Regions from separate parts of the Mus musculus genome. Here all the other regions are linked to region 1. A link is a contact called in public Hi-C and promoter capture Hi-C data. All regions are on one chromosome and are shown on one strand. Each heading gives the region's core, a stretch centred on a gene start, on an enhancer-like site or on the middle of the called end of the contact. The rest is flanking DNA. Distances are from core to core; before and after follow the strand shown.

Evidence for each region. Promoter capture Hi-C pulls out the DNA fragments that hold promoters and counts their contacts. A called contact is a pair of places that touch in the nucleus more often than the background predicts.
Region 2: a promoter capture Hi-C map of liver shows a contact between it and region 1, with 4 times the contacts expected there. The contact joins the promoter of Rhpn1 here to the promoter of Ly6f in region 1. A contact is called at or near these places in 7 of 39 promoter capture datasets (the 3T3-L1 cell line, 3T3-L1-derived adipocytes, embryonic stem cells and 3 more), 1 of 115 datasets of contacts at active chromatin or transcription factors (pancreatic cancer cells) and 1 of 9 other capture datasets (adipose tissue).
Region 3: a contact with region 1 is called in a Hi-C map of myocytes, with 2.5 times the contacts expected there. The contact joins the enhancer-like site here to the promoter of Ly6f in region 1. A contact is called at or near these places in 3 of 39 promoter capture datasets (the 3T3-L1 cell line, liver and second pharyngeal arch cranial neural crest), 1 of 15 datasets of contacts at CTCF or cohesin (pro-B cells) and 2 of 484 Hi-C or Micro-C datasets (embryonic stem cells and myocytes).

Annotation. Positions count from the first base shown.
Region 1 is chr15:75,266,448-75,270,828 of GRCm38.p6, forward strand. Ly6f (lymphocyte antigen 6 complex, locus F) reads left to right here and starts at 1,974. Exons shown (of 4, transcript NM_008530.2): 1 at 1,974-2,033; 2 at 2,255-2,352; 3 at 3,333-3,449. The coding sequence starts at 2,283.
Region 2 is chr15:75,702,048-75,706,428 of GRCm38.p6, forward strand. It overlaps Rhpn1 (rhophilin, Rho GTPase binding protein 1), which reads left to right and starts at 2,241. Exons shown (of 15, transcript NM_001163465.1): 1 at 2,241-2,427. The coding sequence starts at 2,347.
Region 3 is chr15:75,542,376-75,546,756 of GRCm38.p6, forward strand. No RefSeq gene overlaps it. Among named protein-coding and RNA genes, the nearest start is that of Ly6h, 23 kb to the right of the region's middle. Within about 2 kb of position 1,861, at least 14 of the 459 cell types and tissues checked have an H3K27ac peak or open chromatin away from gene starts, as enhancers often do. A contact at or near this core is called in myocytes, where this site is marked.

The DNA.
Region 1 (4,381 bases), core at 724-3,223:
TGGGGTGAGACTTAGTTGTGACTTAGCTGCTCAGAAATTATGCATATTCCTGTAAGTGACCTCCCCCATCCTCTGTAAAAAAGTCCCATAAACTCATTGGATGGTGAAATTGAGAGGGACTGTCTCTTGGATCTTTCACTGATGCCCTGTTTGTTTGCAGGGGTTTGCTGTCTGCTTTTTTTTTTTTTTCACATACACTTGTTCATACATGAGCCAATGCCTAGGTCCACAAATGAAGGAATTAGAGAGAAAACATTTCTTGCTTGCTCTCTTCCTCCTACCACTGTGCTGGATTATACAATGTTGGTGGCAAATGTGGATTATAGGTTAACAGGGAAGATATTTTGTAATAGTGTAGGATAGAGGCCCTGGAGTGTAACAGAATATTAACAGAACCATTGTGTCATGAATTCCTGAGGTTGGCACAAAGGCTTTGATCAGTCTTTGGGTTTGGTTTTTAGTCCTGGAAAGGTTGATTCCCCACTGCTCCTTGAGAATTCTGACTTCAGCCTACAGAGTCTCTCTTTCTTTCGATTAATCATCCTGCATAACCTAGAACTTTGACACTGGAGTTGGATATACATGTAGAACCAACTAGAGATGCTAGAAAGACTGAGATACTTTGGTCTGCCCTGTGGTTTACATCAGGAGAATCTGCTTGATGTTCTCTGAGCCTCTGGCTTCCTTCCCTTTGCAGCCTTGCCTGCTTAAGTGGATGTGCTCACCTTCACTGATGCTGTGGTCCATTTTCTGACTCATTGTCCTCTGAGCATACCTGTTCATTTACTGTGGCATCATCTCAGGATGATTTCCAGCTCAGGTCTCATTCGGTGCCTAGCCTTCCTACTCTAACCTGTATCAGTGCCTTGTAGACACTTACATGGGCTACTTACTGTGCTCTCAGCTCCACTAGGTTAGGAAACTCAGACTCTGGCTTGCTGTGGAGGCCCTGCTGCTCATCCCAAGGCTGGGCCACAGATGCCATCAATATTTGGCTAATTAGTAAGGTTTGAGTTATTACAATACCATGCCACATGGTAGTGACATAAAGGCCAAGGAAACTTATGTCCTTTTTGGGACACATTGGACTAGGACCTCATAGGTGAGGAGACAGGGCACATACAAACTGGAGGAGGAAGAAATAGCATGTGGCTTCTTCATGGTGGCTTCTGGGCAGCAGGGACACTGGGGTCATCCACCCTCTGCAAAAAAAAGCCTTGTGCCATGAAAAGAACTGCCTTGACTCTAGCTACCAGATGCTAATAGCACCTGCAGCCCCTTATATCACCCAAACATATCAGACACTGCTTAGTAACTTCCATCCCAGTTGTCAGTAAATTCTTTGCTCAGGACTTGCACTTTTTGAATATAAGACCCTGTAGAGCCAGTCGCCAGGTATTTGTCAGTTGTTTGCCTGCTTATAAAAAGGAGGGCCCTGGGCTCTGAGCCACTGCAACTCATACCCTCTAATTTGAAACAAGAAAAAGTCTGGTGGTGGTGGCAAAAAACACAAGCTACAGCACTTGCCTTTGAAAGTATTGGTTGTAGCCAGCCTGGTATACAGAGCAAGTCCCCCGGACAGCCAAAGTTACACAGAGCAAATATGCCTCGAAAAACAAAAACAAAAACAAAAGATGAAGGGAAACAAACAAACAAAAAAACTAGGAAAAGGCTGAGCAAGTTGCCTCTTTCCTTTGCTTTCTGAGGGCAAGCACAAGCCAACTGTGGCCCCTCCATCTCTGCTCTCTTATTCCTACAGCACCATTGTCTCTCCCCAACTGAGTGGTCCTCCCTCCTCAACAGCTATAAATCTTGCTGACCAGATCACCAACAAACCTTGCTAAATCTTAACCAATAAACATGTTGGCCTGGAGGAAGTAAGTATAGAAACCCCTCCCTCTTCAGGATGTCAGCTGGGAGGAGCTAAAGGAAATTAAAGTACTTACTTCAGTGCACATCTGACAGATCTTACCACTGTGCCTGCAACCTGGTCAGAGAGGAAGTAAGGACTGGTGTCAGGAGGGAGCTGCTAGGTGACAAAGGGAAGAGCCCTCAGGATAGGGCTGGGGTTGGGAGTGTGAGATTAGGAAGGAAAAGCTGGGTGGGTGGTGGATGAGAGAAATAGGCAGACATGTATTCCTTGGGGAAAGCTGGGGGGGGGGGGAGTGTTGGAGGGTGGGAAGAGTGGATGCTTGAGCCCTGTGAGAGCCCAGGGATGTGAATGATGATCTAATAACTGGCTTCAACTTCCAAGGTTTGATCTGTGCAGCCCTTCTCCAAGGATGGACAGTTGTCACACTACAAAGTCCTGTGTACTCATCCTTCTTGTGGTCCTATTGTGTGCAGAAAGAGGTGAGGTGGAAAATGAGAGATGGCCAGGAGGGTAAAATGGAGATGGCAAACTGCCTCAGGGTTGTGGTTACACCTGCACCTCCATTGTGTGCTCAGTGCCCAAGGTGTGCTGGTGTCAGGGGATTGGGAATCGGCTTGTGATGGGTGAAGCCTCATGTGTTGTGTGCTTTACTGGGTCTGTAACCCTGCCAGCGCCTGCCTTGCAACCATCACTACATACCAGAAAGACGTTTCAATGTTACTACCTGTGCCACAAACCCTGACCACCAGAGCAGCCTGTCCTTTAGACTCTAACCCTGCTGCCCTGGTCTACCAAGCAGGCCTCTGGCCTGGGTGCACACAAACTGGTAGAGGCTTCTTTTTCTGGCCTGAAGGCCAAGCCAAGGGTTTGGAATCCTCAAATCTTGGCATTTTACTTTTCCTTATGCCCAGCACATGCCACACGAGGCCCAAATGCTAGAACATCTCTATTCTAAGAAGTCTGAGCTTTCAGATACCCCTATACTTCTAGTTACATGTGTATTGCAGGAAACCTCATGGTGAGTCTGACCTTTGAGCTGGACTCTGGGACATTCAGTGCTTTGTCATGCTTCAATATACAGGGGCCAGCTCTGCAGGTGTAGGGTGGGACAGGTCAGAAAAGCCTTCCCTATCTGATGGCCCCACTACCTATTACACACCCACTCATTTCTTGAGCAGACATTTTGTATCTTTGTTTTCCCAATATGGTGATTGCCCCTCTAATTCCCCTTGGGGTGCAGGTCTCTGCTGTGGGTTTGGCTAGCTGAGGCAGCAGGGCCGAGCATACTTGAACAATGGAGGGTCATGGTTCACTTTTGCTTTTGGCAGAGGTGACTGGGCAGTAATATCCTTGCTCTGTCCTAGCACCCAGCAGCTGTGTGGAAGTAAAGACATTGGAGAGAAGGGTTCTGTTCTAGGAAGGGCATGAACTAGCCCTCATATATTGGCTTTTTTCTCAGCTCAGGGGCTGGAGTGCTATAACTGCCTGGGAGTTTCACTTGGAATTGCCTGCAAATCAATTACCTGCCCCTACCCTGATGCAGTCTGCATTTCTCAGCAGGTAGAACTTATTGTGGGTAAGTTCCCTGTGGCCTCCATAAAGATGGCTGAGGGTAGCTTGGAAGAAAACATCAGATCTGGGCACTTGTTAAGGACCATGGTTCTCCTCCCTTGAAACAGAGCTTTCTTGGGTTTGGAGTGGGATTCCTTCAAAGTGGGGGCTGTTGGGGTCCAGGGATATGCTGGGATGTGGATCATAAAGCAAGGCTGCCTACTGGCATGCACAGTGTTCATCTTCCTCCTCTGTCGCCAGTGCACTCAAGTGATGTTCCTACTCATGTGTTTCATCTAGGGTCTCACTGGCTCACTGACAGACCAGGAGAGCTGGAAACATCTAATGAGCCTTTGCATATAATGAAGGAATCTGGAGTTTAGGCTAAAGGAATGACTTAGGAATTTCAGTAGAAAGAGACCTTAGGACATATCAAATCCTGCAAAGTTGCACATTCCAGGCATATCCTCAGATAGACAAGGCAGGAGCAGCCCCACCCTGCTATCCAGTTTCCTGCTCTGACCACATCCTGCCTGTCTCCTGGAGCAGGACTCCTAGATATAACTGCCTGGGGAACTGCAAGAGTCTGAGAGGCTGGTTGCCCTTTCTGCTGTGCCACTGGGTGATCATATAGTGTGCTGTGTCTTTGTGGTGTGAGTGAGTGTGTGTGTGTGTGTGAAAATGTGGATGCACATGTATGAATATATGTAATGTAATGTAATGCATACAAATTTCATAGGAAATCTTTAAGTACCATTCCTCAGCCACAGTCAACTTTGTTATGCAAATGAGTTTCAGATCTCCTGGAATTGGAATTACTAATGGTTGTAAACCAAGATATGCATCTGGGAACCAAACTCTGTACTTCTGTAAGAACAACAAGTGCTTTAATTGCTGAGCCATGTCTTCAGTCCCAATCACCTTGTTTTTTTGAGACAAGATCTTTCATCAAGACCT
Region 2 (4,381 bases), core at 991-3,490, 440 kb after region 1:
GCCCACTGAGGACCAGCTGTCAAATGCCCTGGCAGCTTTACTGGTTTGATACCTCAGACACTACTGATCTTCATCTTCTATTGCCTTCCTTAGAAATGGGAGGTTGGGTTGGGAAAATACTGAGGCTACATTTTCCATCTTTAAAAACAAAAATGGCTGTATTCTATTCTCCAACCTGGTTTGTTTGTTTGTTTGTTTGTTTCAGACTTGTAAATTCCAGGCCAGCCTCAAACTCACAGTGTATCTGGAGGGTGACCTTGAACATTTGGTCCTCCTCCTTCTAAATCCTATATACTGGGATTGATGGTGTTTTATGCAGTGCTGTTGACTGAGCCTAGGGTTTTGTGCACCCTAGGCAAGCATTTGACCAACCTGCCCCCTCCAACCTGATTTTTGGCTGAGTTTAAGGTTCTCATTAGAAAATCCCTGGAGTTCTTAGGACCCTCAACAATTGAGAGCCTCCTTTATCCCCTAACAGCCTTGCCTGCTGAACTAAGATGCCCTGCAGGACTACTGGGAGAGGGACCTGGGACTGCAGCAGGACATCCCTAAGAGCCCTGGGTGGGAACCTAGGGAGAAAGTGTTCCTGAAATCCTGCAGTTGTCCTTAGTGAGCTGGGGAGGGGTGGACTTTCCTAAGGTTTATGAAAGGGACAATCCTGCTGAGAAAAGAATAGTTAAGAGCAGATTGGGAGGGCTGGAGAGGTGGTCCAGTGGTTAAGGATGTGGACCAGTCTAACGCAAGGCCAAAGTTAGGTTTCCAGCTCCTACATTCAATAGTTCACAACTACCTGTAGTCTCTTGTTCCTGGGGTTCAAGTACCCTTTTCTGGACTCTGCAGGCACAGTGCTCATCTGCAGAAACACACACACACACACACATTAAAATAAATCTTTAAGAGAAACAGTTGCTTTAGTCAGGCATGCTTTGCTGGGTGGATGTCAGTCTAAGCACACAGGATTCTGAAGACACAGAAGTCTGAATTCAGGGGTGCCTATGCAGGAGGGTGACAGCTGTGCTAGGTGACAGCACATGTGGTCTCTGTTTAGTTCTAAGGTGATGACCACACCTAGGCAGCATAAGAGCCCGGAGATGGAGGAGGCTGCTCATGAGGATGTCAGTGGAGGAAGAAGTGAAATTAGGTGACACTCCACAGGAAGATACTAGAGGAAAGAAAAGGAAAGAAAGGAGGGGAGGGGAGGGGAGGGGAGGGGAGGGGAGGGGAGGGGAGGGGAGGGGAGGGGAGGGGAGGGGAGGGGAGGGGAGGGGAGGGGAGGGGACAATGCTGCCCTGGGATCAAAAATGCCAGGAAGTTTGGAGAGGCTAGCGGGGCAGATGAGAGAAGCATTTCTGGCGGGGGCCCACTGTCCAGGGACATCCAAGAGCTTAGCCGAGCAAATTTAGATCTGGGGATGACAGAGCCAGGTGTGTGTGAGGGGGATGGGGCGTAGAGACTGAGTCGCTGACTCAGTCAGGGCAAGCAGTGACCAGGGTGGCGGGCAGCGTGGAGGAGGCTGACCTTTGGAGCAGCTTGACAAAGGGCTAGCCACTCATTTCTAGGCTGTGTTCTCAGCTCATCTAGTGTGAGCCAGCCCACATGAATTTGAGAAGTGCTTCGGAGTAAGCCCTGCAAGGAGCTCGAGTTCTGGAAAAAGTCCAATTCTTAAAACCAATTCGGGTTCTGGAAGGCGATCCGGTTCTGGAAGCACAAGGAGGTCAAGGAGAATGTAGGCTCTGGAAACAAAATGCATAACCAGGTCCCGGAGGCGAGGTTTCTGGGGGCGGTTCTGGAAGCAAGGGGACCGCAGCGGCGCTTTGCCTCTTAGTGCCGGGAAGAAAGCAGGCATTGTTTTAGAATCAGCACAAGCACTTGTCTCTAACAAACCGTTTAAAAAACCCCATTGTAAACATTTTTGGAGCAATCCTGGAGGGTCCCGTTGCCGGGGTGACGAGATAAAGCCTTGAAGTCCCTGCAGAGGCTGCAGCGGCTCTTGGTCGCCGCCCCCAGTTCTGCTTGTCTTTTCCTAACTTTCTCCGCACGCCTAACACCTAGCGTTGCGCATGCGTACCCTGATCGGCGAGCGGCCCTGGTTGCTAAGAGTTACCAGATCCCTTACCTGGAGCCCGCCTTTCTCTCACTCTGGTTGGTAGTAGTTTCTATCCATCGGAGTAGCCCTCACCTCTGATTGGACAACATCAAGTTTTGCAGGCGGGGCCCGCGCTCTGCCGCACCGGTCAGTCGGACCCTCCAGGAGGGGGACAGTCGGAGCAGCGCGGCTGATCCTCCCTGGAGCGCGAGGGGCCTGCTGCTCGCAGCCTCTCGGAGTCAGCGTCCGAGCGAGCAGCGATGATCCTTGAGGAGAGGCCAGATGGCCAGGGCACTGGCGAGGAAAGCTCTCGGCCGCAGGACGACGGCAGCATCCGCAAGGTGGGGGCTGAGCAGGGATATGGGTCTTCAGCCTCCTGCCCCGCGCTGTGCAGTGCGGCCTTCCCGGCCTTTCCTTCCTGGGACCCGCTCCCCTGAATGCCAGGTGGGGATACTGAGGTCCCAAGGAGAGACCAGAGCCGGTGTTCCAGCCCGATGGGAGTAACACTGGAGCAGTCACGGTCTAGATGGTTCCCCTGAAGCTAGAGAACCCCTTGGGTCTCAGAACCAAGAAGTTGGTTCTGATGGGTGACAACCCCCACTCCCTCACCTCCACAAGCAAGCACGTGTTTTTTTCTGACGTCTAGAAAGCCTCCTTCTCTAACAGTGTCTTCTGCGTGCCCCGCTGTAGGAGTCAGTGTCCATTAGTGGTTAGATTGTGACAGCAGACAGCAAAAACCTTCGGAACTTCACGGGGAAGCCTGACTACTTTTCCCCAACATACATCCCCTCCAAAGCTCCTGAGTCTGGAGATGAGGGTGCCTGGGCTTCCAGGAACACAGGGGTGAAGTGGAAACTAGTTTGCTCTTTGCCTAAGGGATATTATGTTAACCTTCTCTGCTTCTCCGGTCTGGGTATTTCCTAGGGGTCAGTGAGTGTTTGGGTTTCTTAGTATGTGTGTAGGCTCTGGGGTACTCCTGCCCATCCCCAGGGGCTGCTAAGCAGAAGCTGCTGTCACAACACTCCCGGGTGTTCCCATGGCTCTTTGCCCACCTTCCTTCCTGGTGTCAGATTGTACTTTGTTGCTGGCTGATTCTATCCAGTGTGTGTGTGTGTGTGTGTGTGTATCAGGTCTCCTGGAGGAGAGGGAGGAGAGGGAGAGGAAGAGGAAGAGAGGAAGGCACTGGGACTTGGACAGAACCCTCAAGGGCTCCATCCTAACCAGGCATGCCTGATACCACAGTGACTAGCTCAAACTGGGGAGGGGTTAGATTGGAGAGAGGGAAGGAGGGAGGGAGGGAGACGGAGTCAGCCTGCAACATGTTCTCCAGGAACTCTTCTTCCTAGGGTGGCCATGCCTTTCAGGTGCCCTGTGGAGGAAGTGCATGTTGCATTGGTCAGCCTCCCTGTGGATAGTGTGGGACTCCCCCACCCTGAGCTGACTCAGTAAGAGAAGCCTGGGAAGGCTTAGGATTGCTCTGTTCCTTCTTTCTATTCCCAGGCCTGTGTGGGGATAACTGTGTCCCCCCGCCCCCCACCTTTTGCTAATCCTTGAGGACCAGCCCAGTACAGGTCACTGGGTCTTTGAGTGGGAGGTTTTGTTTCTCTGACCCCCATGCCTTTCCTCCCTGGTCGTGGCCAGGCCCTGTTCTGGTTTGGCCACTGCTGCTGCGATGTCTGTACTGATGGCAAGTTCTCCCAGAGTTAGACAAGAGTAGCCACCATGGAGGTCAGCCATGGTTAGACGGCCTTTGTTTCCAGAGGGTGGGGAGATCATACCGGGATAGAGAGAGATGGTTACTTAGCACCTGTGCCCTCCCTGCTGAGCACTTCCTTCAGCCCAGTGTGGAAAACTGGGTGTGGGCTATCAGCTTCCAGAATCCATCCAGCCCAGCTTATCTTGCCTTTCCACCAAAACAGGTTAGGAAGCTGGCTTGGCCTCCATAAGTGAACCAAGGTTAAAAAGGGCAAGAACAGGCCCAGGGTCTGGGGCTGGTGAAACCTCAGAGTGGCTAGCTGCTGCAGCTCCCTAGCAGGTGGGGGAGGGACTGAGGCTATCGGCCATAAATAAGCTTAGAACCTTGTAGTAGGGTCTTGGGGAAAAGATGTGTGCCGTTTTCTTAGTAGCTTTGAAGACAGGAGACTGTTGTGGCCTCAAGTTTCCCTCCTGCACAGGCAGGGGTGGGTCCTGAGAAGGAGACAGTACAATGTGGCTCCACTCTATCCCTATGCTATCTTGTGCCAGCTATCCAGAAAGCGAGTCACCTATCTGTAGTCACCCAAGGATGACTTAATG
Region 3 (4,381 bases), core at 611-3,110, 280 kb after region 1:
GAGGCTGTAAAAAGCTGAATTATAGTCCCCTCTTCCTTATCTCTTCCTGACTCCCAAGACTTCCAAGGACATGAGTTACATGCTGAGCCCAGCCTGACGCCCAAGGCTGTTAAGGAGGATCACATTCTGGAGATAAGACACAGAGTGCCCGCCGCCTGGAGCCTGAATTCGGCCTTCATGTCCCCAGATGCCCACTTCTTTGTTCTTTGTTAATTCCCCCTCAACCCCTCCCTATTCTCCTTGCTGTATGCTTAAAACCCGGCGTTTCAGCCTAATAAACTGAGACCTTGATAGGACCCCCTTCTTGGTCTCTGAATCTCCTTTCTCTCCCTCCCATTTTCTCCCAGGTTTGCGGTCCCCCTCACACCCATGAATAACTAGGTCCTGCTGGATGAGACAGAGAAGAAAAGCCATTATCCATGATGGGTACACCCTCCATTGCTTTTTCAGTCCTTGCTCATGCTGTCTAACTAAGCCCAATAAATTCATTGGTTCTTTAGAAGAACTTCGGTGGACTCAAACTTTGGTTTGTTATGGAGACCTTAGAAGGTGGGTGGTAGATATTTCCAAAATCTTCCTGCCCCCAGGGCAAAAATTGTGGAGCCAGCAGGGAATCTCTCTTAAAAAAAAAAAAATATATATATATATATATGTATATATATTATTTGTAAGTACACTGTAGCTGTCTTCAGACACTCCTGAAAGGGGCATAAGATCATTTTAGGGATGGTTGTGAGACACCATATGGTTGCCTGGATTTGAACTCATGACCTTCAGAAGAGTAGTTGGTGCTCTTACCCGCTGAGCAATCTCACCAGCCCAGAGAATCTCTTTAAGATGTCTTTTAGTTAGTTATGTTTATTTTTAATATATATATGTGTATGTATGTATGTATGTATGTATGTATGTATGTATGTGAGTACTCTGTCTGCATGTACACCTACATGCCAGAAGAGGGAATCAGATCACTCTATAAATAGTTATGAGCCACCATATCGTTAATGGAATTGAACTCATGACCTCTGGAAGAACAGACAACACTCTTAACCACTAAGCCATCTCTCCAGACCCCAGATATGTTCATTTTTGTATTGATGAGTTTACCAGGTTTCACCATCCTTTAATGATAAGTTCACTGAGTCATTTGTTTTCTTACTGTTCAGGATGCCTCAAACTATGTCATTGAGTATGACCTTGGACATCTGATCCTTCTGCCTCCAATTACCAGTTGCTGGAATCATGGCCACTTAGGTAATGGGGATGCTGCCCAAGACCTTGGATAAGCTAGGCGAGCCTTCCACTCGCCATCCACATGCCCAGCCCCTCCCTTAATGTCTTTTAGTTAATGTTGTGCTCTTTGGAGCAGAACAAACTATTTATACTCCTATACTATTTAATATTTTATTTTTGCATTTAAGTCCCTGGTATAACACAGTAGACAATAGATAGTTGATAACAGATTTTCTCTCTCTCTCTCTCTCTCTCTCTCTCTCTCTCTCTCTCTCTCTCTCTCTCTCCCTCCCTCCCTCCCCCCCTCCCTCTCTCTGGATCTCTTAATGTAACTCTGGCTCCTCTGGAACAATCTGCAGACCAGGCTGACCTCTAACTCTGCCACATGCCTCTGCTTCCTGAGTGCTGAGATCAAAGGCGTGCACTGCCATACCTGGCTTCTTTCCTTCTTCTAAAATAATGTATTGTTCAGTAGAGCTTATTAGAGTCAACATAAGATCTTTTCTTTCTCCCTTTTCACTAACAGATGCACTTCCAGCTCTTCTCTGTCAGTTCCAAATGGCCAGTGCTGCTACTCCCTTGCTCTGGACCATTATAAACTGAACAAGGTCGCGTAGCCAAGCTTTGTGGTCCTGCAACAGCCAAGCTGAGAATCATGAAGGTTATGAGCTAGCTGTGAACTTCACTCACAGCCTAGTGTCAATGACATCATCACACTCCCCCCACATTCTGAAAGTATGAGTGACTCACTTCTGGAACTTTCCAATTAATCTCAAACAGCTGTTTCCCGGCCACAGTTGCAGAAAGCACCATTGTTGATGAGTGAGCTCCTGCCATTGCCTGTCCTTTTGGTGGAAAGGAGCCTATAATTCAGGAGTTAGTAAATTTGGAGAGGCCTCAACATTCTGTCATTCACTGGAAGCAGGATGTGGCCAGATGTTGCCAGAGGTGCAATTTACCAATCCCTTCTGCACCCCACAAATGGTGGTGATATTTTAATTTTTCCCATTCCAGCTTCTATGTCTTTGTGTTCATGGTCTCCTTAAAAACGTAAATACATATTTCTTTGTGTGTACACATGTTGTAGCATGTGTGGGGGTGAGGGACAACTTGTGTGAGTCAGGTCTCTCCATGTGTGGGTCTCAGGGATCAAACTCAGGTCATCAAGCTTGGCAGCAAGTGCCTTTGGCCTGCTGAGCCATCTCGCCAGCCTGCTTTTGTGTTCTTATTTTGTAATAGCATCCTACTTAATTGCTGAATGAAATGGCATCAGTATGTTTGCAGGGCTCCAGTATGTTTGTAAAGGGAGGCCCATCTATGGATTTTTCAGATGTCTGGGCAAGCTTAAGAGAAGGTCTTGCTATCGTTTGTCTACTCGCTTAGTCATGTTTGGAGAGAGTTCATGTAATCCACTCTGGCACCCAACACTGAGCCTTGAACCCCCAATCTTCTTACCTATCTCCCAAAAGCGATGAGATTGTTGCAAAGTGCCACTACACTAATTCTCATTTGTAAGAAGTTTTTTTGTATAAGTTAATGTTAACATGCTTGTTTGTTTTTAAGGTGGATGATAGCATTTCTCTTCATGTTTAAATCATTTCTATTTCTTTTGTATATGAGCGCGCATGTGGGTGCACACACACACACTGTGGCACACACGAGGAGGTCGGAGAAAAACTTCATGGAGTCTGTTCTCTTTCCTTGTGTGGATCTGAGGGCTGAACCCAGGTCATTATTCTTGGCAGCAGCTGAGCCATCTCACTGGCCCTCTTAGTTAGTCTTTGGTCTCACTAAACTAGCCTGGTATTCTCTATATAGCCCAAGATGGCCTCAAGCTCATGGTGACCCTCCTGCTGAAGCCTCCCAAATGCTAAGATTACAGGTATTTGCTTCCAAGCTGAGCCTGGTATTAGCTTCAGAGGTGCTTTCAGCTAGCATGTTTCTCTCCTAATCGATTGCCAGGGTGTCACTCACTCACCACTACCTTTTCTTCATTCACATCCTTCTCGTGTTTCTGGATTAGGCCTTGGTCACATACTACTTCTTACACATCATCTTAAAAGTTGGTTTGTAATACCTAATAAAAAAATAATTAAAAAAAAAGTTGGTTTGTCTGCAGTTGTTCTTGCATTTTTGAGAGTGTGAGAGCCACCCCTTTCATGCCCATGAGCCAGAGCGGGGCCAGTGTCCTGTGAACCAGAGTGCATCAAGGTGTCCAAAATGGAGACAGTGTTGGGATGCAGAGATTCAAATAATTGTACCTGAAAAAAATATATATCCCCCGGCATCACTCACTAATCTCAGTGTCTGAATTTCTATTTCCAGTCAATATACAGCAACAATGACTCTCAGCATGCTCCTTAATAGTGACAGGTGACATTATCAAAGCCAGACTTAACCCTGTGAAGTAGATTGAGTTCGGTCCTTCTTTTTTGTTCCCACTACAGCAATTAGATCTAGGACCTCATGGATGCCAGTTAAGTGACATCGCTGAGTCACATTCCTCAAGAGTAATCTCAGTCCTTTGAGCCAGTGACCATGGTGACCACATCCCACCTCAAGAAACACAGTGCATGAGTGTATACATACCCTCTTCACATACATGTACATAAACACATACAACCCTCGCATGCACACACTAACATACTCGGAAAGGCAAAGATTATTAGCTGACTGTTCTCCCTCCTCTCCTGTTGATACTCTCAAAGAGAGGCTTAAAATGAGTGAGAAGTCCTGGCATCCTGCCAGCTGAAGCTCCTGCTGGTGCACACTGGTGGGCAGAGACCAGAGAGTCCTTATCCTGACAGGCTTGGCAGACCGTAAGCAATGCTGGCTTTACTGGGTATGGCTTATCATGTCAGGACCTCCTACATAATTATGGGCAATTAAAGAGAAAATAGCCCCTCTGTGTCAGGGTGCGTCATGGAAAGAAGGACTGGAGCTGAGCAGAGCTGGGTCCAGGTTTCTGCATCTCACAGGTGACCGTGGTCATTCACAGGACCATGCTGTGATAAAGGTTACTTTATTGCCATCCAAGGGCCGCTTTCTTTCTCCGTCACATTTTAGTTTAGTCCAGAGTTAATACCACCACATATATACAAATGGTATATAATACCACCACGTGCATACAAATGGTGCAAAACAAGTAGAG